Regions from separate parts of the Mus musculus genome. Here region 1 is linked to region 2. Evidence: chromatin contacts called from public Hi-C data. All regions are on one chromosome and are shown on one strand. The core of a region is the stretch at or near the end of the contact, and the rest is flanking DNA. Distances in the headings are between cores, read along the strand shown. Region 1 overlaps F9 (coagulation factor IX). Region 2 overlaps Gm36631 (a long non-coding RNA gene).

Region 1 (3,565 bases), core at 227-2,726, 330 kb after region 2:
ATATTGTTTTAAACTAAGAGTTAGATTAGGAGCAAAACCCAAGCCTTAACTATATATTTAACCAAAGCCCAAGTGATTCCATCAGAGAGGAGAGACAGGCCACCTCCTACCTCAATGAAAGGAGCCAGTCCAGACCTTACATAAAATTGGGGGTCAGTACATGTGGATACTTTACTTAACTAGTTAAAAACATTAAAATTTTTTCAGTTTCTTTGTCACTTTTGCCACACTTCCAGGGAATAATGGCCACATGTAGTTGGTCACTATTTTACTGGACAAGGCAGGTATTAAGAGAAATTTTCCATCATTACATGTATTTCTGTTAGATAGTACATATCATGGTTTACTCTAGCTTAAAACTCCTTGGGTCATAATTATAATTTAGTAGTGATTTCAATGATTCTTCACACGACAATAATTTCTCTAATAAAATATGAACTTCTGATAGCTTAAATGACACTGCAATCATCAAATTAGCTACAATTTAAGGAGGTCAGGTAGATGTTTGCATCTAAATATCACATTTAACAGCACTAGAAATTTCTGAAACTAGCTATGTATACTAGCTATGGGTCTATCAAGAATTCTTCGAAATGTCTGCTACTCTGCCATTTTATAATATACTAGATGACAGATGTCAAACATGTATTTGGGGATAGAGGAAAGTCATATAGACACTAAACATGTAGGCAATAAAATACACTGTGTATACATTTATATACCCTCTGGCCCTCCTTAAGGGCACCATACCAGAGCTACTTCCCTTATCCCGCACCATCCTTTCCTTTGCTCTCACAGCTTTATTGTTCTTCACTGTTCTTAGTCAAACTAATCCTCTTCAGTGACCTTTCTTTAAACAATCTCTCTTGGGTAATGGCACAGTAATGTTTTCATTCTATTTGACATCAGTATAGTTAACTCTATTTTTTTGTTTTGTTTTACATTCTCGTGTATTTTTGTTCCTTATATCCCTAATATACATGTATAAGGTGGTTTAGATTAGTTACCTTTCTGTTGCTGTGACAAAGCACCATAACCAAAGGCGACTTAAGGAAGGGAGAACTTACTTTGGCTTGTGATTCCAAAGGGACAGAGTCTATCACAGTGGGGAGGCAGGGCAGCAGGAACTGGAAGCTGAGAGATCACATCTTGAACCACAAACATGAGACAGAGCCAGAAAACAGGAAGTAGAATGAGGTGATGGATTCTCAAAGCACACCCGCCAGCAAGGTGCCCCAGCTCCCCAAAAAGCGCCAATACCTGGGAACCAAGTGGTCAAATGCCCTAGCCTATGGGGAAGACATCTTTCATTTCAACCACCACAGTGTCCCTAACCCCGCCCCCCAAATCCTATAACTTTGATCCTCCATGTATTTTAGGGGCATAAAGCAATTTGTCCAGAGACTTATTGACTAACAACATCATTTCCTCTTTAAATAAGGTAGAATGCTTTTAATCCCAAGATGTTGTGTTAACATTGCCCCTCATTAAACAAAATAGAAAAAAACACAGTTAAACCAGAACTAAAATGGGGGACATAGTCTCAGTTTTGTCACATAATCTGTATTTTTCCATCCACTCTCCTTAGAGCAGATGCTTAGCAAATACCTATAGAAATAATTTCTTAAAGAAATTTTAGTAAATCTAGAAGAGACTACTAGGTGGTGGTTGCACTATTTCAAATGTTACCCCCTCTCCTGGTTTCTTAGACAAAGAAGAAACAGGAAGTGAAAGCAACCACGGCCTCTTCTCACTTGGGAAATGATCAGCTCTGCCACATTGGGTAATCTGTCACAAGAGAGTACTATAGTTTTTAATTAGCTTATTTATTCTACATGTATAAATATTTTGCCTGAACATATGTCTGTGTACTACATCTGTGCCTGGCTCCCAGAGACATCCGGTTCCCCTAGAGCTGGAGATGCAGGTTGTTGTGAGCCAAGATGGAGATGCTAGAAACAAAACATGTCCTTGATAAGAGTGCCAGAGCCATCTCTCCAGGATAACTAGATTTAATTACAGACAAGACTGCACCCAGATGTTGTGGCCAAGGCATTGTGAGAAAGTGAGAGCTGACGTCTTCAATGATCTCCACACTACATCTCTGGTTCTGAAATATGAACTACCATTTGCAACTGTCACCAAGAAAAGTGTCTCGAGTTGCTGATGTTGCCCAAAGGCCTTTCCATTCGGACTTGATTCTTTTGTTGGGGAAGTCAGTTGGAGTAAGGGACAAAGTGAGCACTCAGGAGTAAAGAAATCCCACAAAGAACAAAGAATTTTCTTTCATCAGGAATTACCAACAGTTTGAATGAACTAGACATGTTTAGTCTGTTAAAGGGTTTTGGTGGTGCTGGTGGTATTTCAGTAGTAGAGTGCTTTCGGAGCATCAGTGTAACCTTGAGTTAAAGTCTCAGCATGCACACATACACACACAAACACACACACACACACACACACACACACACACACAAATTTAAATGATCTGTCCACATCTTGCCAAGGGGGTGGGGAATAGAAAAATATCTGTTTCTTTGTCAGCTTACAGGTAAAAGTTGTAGGTAGGTAGTCTGGTCTCAATTAAGAACCCTTTTTTGAGTCCCTGACTCATTTGCTAGGCTGGTCAGCTTTTACAGGAGCCTTGTTTGAGCAAATGTTTTGGCATTGTCAACTGGCAGAGCTCTTCTGACCCCTGGAGTAGCAGGTCTAGCCTGAGAGTCAGAGAATGTTCATCCATCCATGAGAAACCCATGGACACAGGTTAGAGGATTTCCAGAGCCTGGCTGTCACTCTCTTTTCTCACACCATTCCAGGGCTTCCACTTCTTTTGCCTGGCTAGTCGCCAGGGACTAAGTGGCCTGTCTAAGCAGACTGTCAGGATCACTTTCTAGGAACTCTAAGGCTTCTGAGCTGCACTGCTACCCAGTTCAGGCTCAAACTCCTCCCCTCAACCCCTCAACCCCTCAACCCAGGCCAAAGGTGCAAGCCAGGCAGCAGAGGTGTTTCTTTCAGGTTCTCCCACAGTGAGATCGGAGCTTCTTGGAAAAGAAGCAGGGATTGGGAAGGAGTACTACAGGGTTGGATGGGAAGCCAGAGAGTCAAGTATACCACACATTAACAGAAACATGTTTTTCTTAGAAACTAGCTGACTGAGAAAGCTAAACCAGCTATATAGGAAGGACTAAAAGCTTTAGAACATTAGAGGGAGGGAAACGCAAACTGTACCGCCTATATTACTGGATTGTTTTCCTCAACAACTCCAAAGTAGAGGTTTGAAGAAACAACATAGCGCCTGTCTTAAGACTTCTTATAGTTTTTCTTCCATAGTCACAGCCAATCTACAGCTAGTTTGAACATGTGTAAACCTTTTTTTTTATTATTCCTGCTAATATCTGTGGAGACTATACAAATACCTGATCTTTTTCAAAGAGGTAGTTTTATCATTTTTGTAGTCTTGGCACAAATATCCTTAAACACCTTCCTTTTCCCTATTCCCTACTTTCCTCAGCTTGGTCCCCAAGCCATCGTTGAGGTGACCTGAGCTCTTTGCTTATGCTGCATCTGA
Region 2 (3,220 bases), core at 415-2,914:
AACTGGCTGAGTTCAATGTCACTTGATCCAAATATTAAGAATAGATAGATAGATAGATAGATAGATAGATAGATAGATAGATAGATAGATAGATAGATAGATAGATAAAACTGTGTATACCTGCCCCATCTCTGTTAGGTTTTCTCATACAAACGACACACATTCCCTTTCCTCCAGTGAGTTAGTTCTGTTTACAGTAACTATCATAGGTCACAGTTGATGCTGACATTTGGAAGGACAGGTTGATCTTAAGATAGCCGAGAGGACTGATGATACAGAAGGATAACTGTTCTCCATTCTTCAGTAGTGGCAATGACAAATTAGAGTGTGTTTTAAAAATGTCTTAGAGACATTCCATAGGGTGGGGTGACATTGCTGCTTATCAGGGCCCTTGTATGTGCATAGATGGCATTATCCTTATCATATTCTACTTTTTTCAGCTTTCCATGGAGAGGAAAGGATCTCACTTTGTAACTTTCTGTTGCTTACTTTCCAGGTGGAAGAGGAAGCATATAAACAAAGAGAGTGAGTGAGTTACTCTTTCTACCCTGTATCTCACTTGTCTCATCAGTGACATTGATTTTATTTATTTCTTCAATGTCCTTCCTTGACATACTTTATGGGAATCCAGAAATTCTTTTCCTCTGTATTAATTAAATAAAACTATTCTCTATAGCCCAAATATCATCTGCATTACCACGAACTTTTAAAGTTTTTAAAATTAGGATGTAATTACAATTATCAGAACTAAACTTTCCCCTTTCCAACGCTCCTGTTTCCTTTACTCCCTCTCAAATTTATGACCTCTATTTATTTATTATTGTTACATATATAAATGCATAGATATATAAATACAATCTGCTGCATTCATTTTTCTTGTTCTATATACATGATTTCAGGGCTGGCCCTTTGTATGGCATAACCAATTAGGGGTTTATCTCTAGGAAAGACTAATTTTCTCTCTCAGCAGTAATTCCTGGTTGTCTAGGGTAGGGACCCCTACTGTGGAATATTTTCCATCCTCGTGACTATGTGTATTGATATTTTCATTGTTTGGGTTTTCTTTAGACAGGGTTATTATTGAAGTATCATGCTGTAGCATCCATGCTATTTCTGGGGGATACATTCTCAAAGTAGACTTCCTACTCCTCTGGCTCTTGAAATCTTTCTTCCTCTTCTTCTGCAGTGTTCCCTGAATCTTGGGTGCAGCAATTATTAAATACAACTATCTTCTATGAGTCAACTACAACATGCTGAATCTGCTTAGTTTTTCTCATAGGAAAAAGTTATTTCTAACTCAGAACACAATCCGGTACAAGTCTTCATTGCTGGGTGTCTCTCACATTGTGATCCAGGACCAAGCTTTCACTAATTTCTCAGTGTTTTCTCCATTACATCCATATAGAGGACCTTGAACAGAGGCTCACATGAGCATATGATGGTCTAATATGGTCATAGTGCACATGAATATTCATGCCTATTTTTATGGTATGATTACACAGCTATAACTTATACAGGAATCTTAAAATTGTAGTTAAGATATGCTTTAGGAAAGTAGAACAGGAAATCTGGTGAGTACTAGAATTGTCTTCCACACCATCCAATGTCAAAAGTCTCCATTCTTTGATCTTTATTGAGGAAGAGAAATCACCAAGTCACTGTAAGAAATCCGAGCAAGAGGGGATCCTGAAACTGACCACAGTATGACTAATACCTCCTCTAAATAACCTAGAGTGAAGATTTGGAGTACTAAATTGGAGGTTATTTGAAAGAAGACAGAGCTTTATACTGACAGGAAGGAGCAGCTTTCTGATAGTAAAGCATTCAGTAGCTGAACCACATAATTAGAGGTGACTGACAGGTGATCCATGTCATGCACACTGCCTCCCAGCCTGGAAAACTGCTGCTGCTGCTGTTGCTGCTGCTGCTGCTGCTGCTGCTGCTGCTGCTGCTGCTGCTGCTGCTGCTGCTGCTGCTGCTGCTTAGAGGTTGAACAAAATAGTACGAGTAGAATATCAAAGCGAGAGAAGTTGCATCCATGCTCATGTGTCCTCAAACAGATTTCTAGGCTTTAGGTGGTTGTGGTTAAAGGAAACAAACCAGAATTTGGAGATAAACAGTTTGGTGTTGCCAGTTGCCTAGTTTGAGGCCTTGAAAAAAAAACAATTCCATTTTTTTAAGTGCGGGTTTTCTCATCAATATATCAGTATAATGATGACACCTTTCTCACAGAATTACTGGAATGTGTAAACTGTATAAAAGTAACTGGCATAAAACTTGATGCGTTAGTTTTAATTTTCAACGTGCCACAATCTAAAGTCACCTGGGGAGAGTGTCTAAATGAAGGCTTATCTGATCAAGCTAGCCTGTGGACATGTCCCTGGGGATTGTGTTGGTTGCCTTAATTGATGTGGAAAGAACCAGCCCAGTTTGGGTGGCATCATTACCTGAATTTGAGTCCTAAATATGAAGTATTCATGTATTTATTTCTCTTTTGATTGTGGATGTGTTATGACCTTAGTTTCTTCTGCTTAACTTCCCTGAGCCCTTTCTCCCCTTAGTTACTTTTGGTCAGGGTATTTTGTCATAGCAACAGAAATGAAACTAGGATGCTTGGTATACAATAGATCCTCAACAGAAAGTCTCTCTTTAAATATATTATTAAATCAATTTGCAGTGGAGGGCCTGTTTCTTCAGCCTGTGCTCATCTTTCCAGGTCAACCAGGAGAAGTGGAGACAAAAAATAATGAAGTCAGAAAGTTAAAAGGTACAGAAAGAGAATCAAGTGAATTTGACTGTTATCCTAAAAATGACCTTTCCCAGTTAGCTTCAGCTATCAACTTCACACAGCTCAGAGTTATCTGAGATAGTCTCAATTTAGGGAATGCCTCAATCACAATGTCTTGTGGGAATGTCTAAGGAATATTTCTTGATTAGTAATTGATGTAAGAAGACCCATCTCACTGATCCTATCTGGAGGCTGGAGAGGCTAGGTGGTATACAAAAAGCTGGGCAAAATCTAAAGTCCAAATAAATAAGCAGCTTTCTTCCATGGTCTCTGCCTCTGCTCCTGGTTGAATTCACACCTCAACTTTCTTAATGGTGAGTTGTGAAATACTAAAGCATTTTCTCTCCAAGTCACTTTTTTTTTGTTTCCGGAGCTGAGGACCGAACCCAGGGCCTTGGGCTTGCTAGGCAAGCGCTCTACCACTGAACTAAA

Evidence for each region. Hi-C and Micro-C count contacts between places; a contact is called where the count stands out from the background.
Region 1: a contact with region 2 is called in a Hi-C map of bone marrow-derived macrophages, with 2.4 times the contacts expected there. The contact joins two enhancer-like sites. A contact is called at or near these places in 4 of 484 Hi-C or Micro-C datasets (the C10 cell line, LSK cells, bone marrow-derived dendritic cells and 1 more).

What each region holds. Positions count from the first base shown.
Region 1 is chrX:60,020,050-60,023,614 of GRCm38.p6, forward strand. All of the region lies in intron 6 of F9 (coagulation factor IX), which reads left to right. Among named protein-coding and RNA genes, the nearest start is that of F9, 22 kb to the left of the region's middle. Within about 2 kb of position 1,477, at least 14 of the 459 cell types and tissues checked have an H3K27ac peak or open chromatin away from gene starts, as enhancers often do. A contact at or near this core is called in bone marrow-derived macrophages, where this site is marked.
Region 2 is chrX:59,691,552-59,694,771 of GRCm38.p6, forward strand. It overlaps Gm36631 (a long non-coding RNA gene), which reads left to right. Exons shown (of 4, transcript XR_878119.1): 4 at 497-527. Among named protein-coding and RNA genes, the nearest start is that of Gm36631, 100 kb to the left of the region's middle. Within about 2 kb of position 1,665, at least 6 of the 459 cell types and tissues checked have an H3K27ac peak or open chromatin away from gene starts, as enhancers often do. A contact at or near this core is called in bone marrow-derived macrophages, where this site is marked.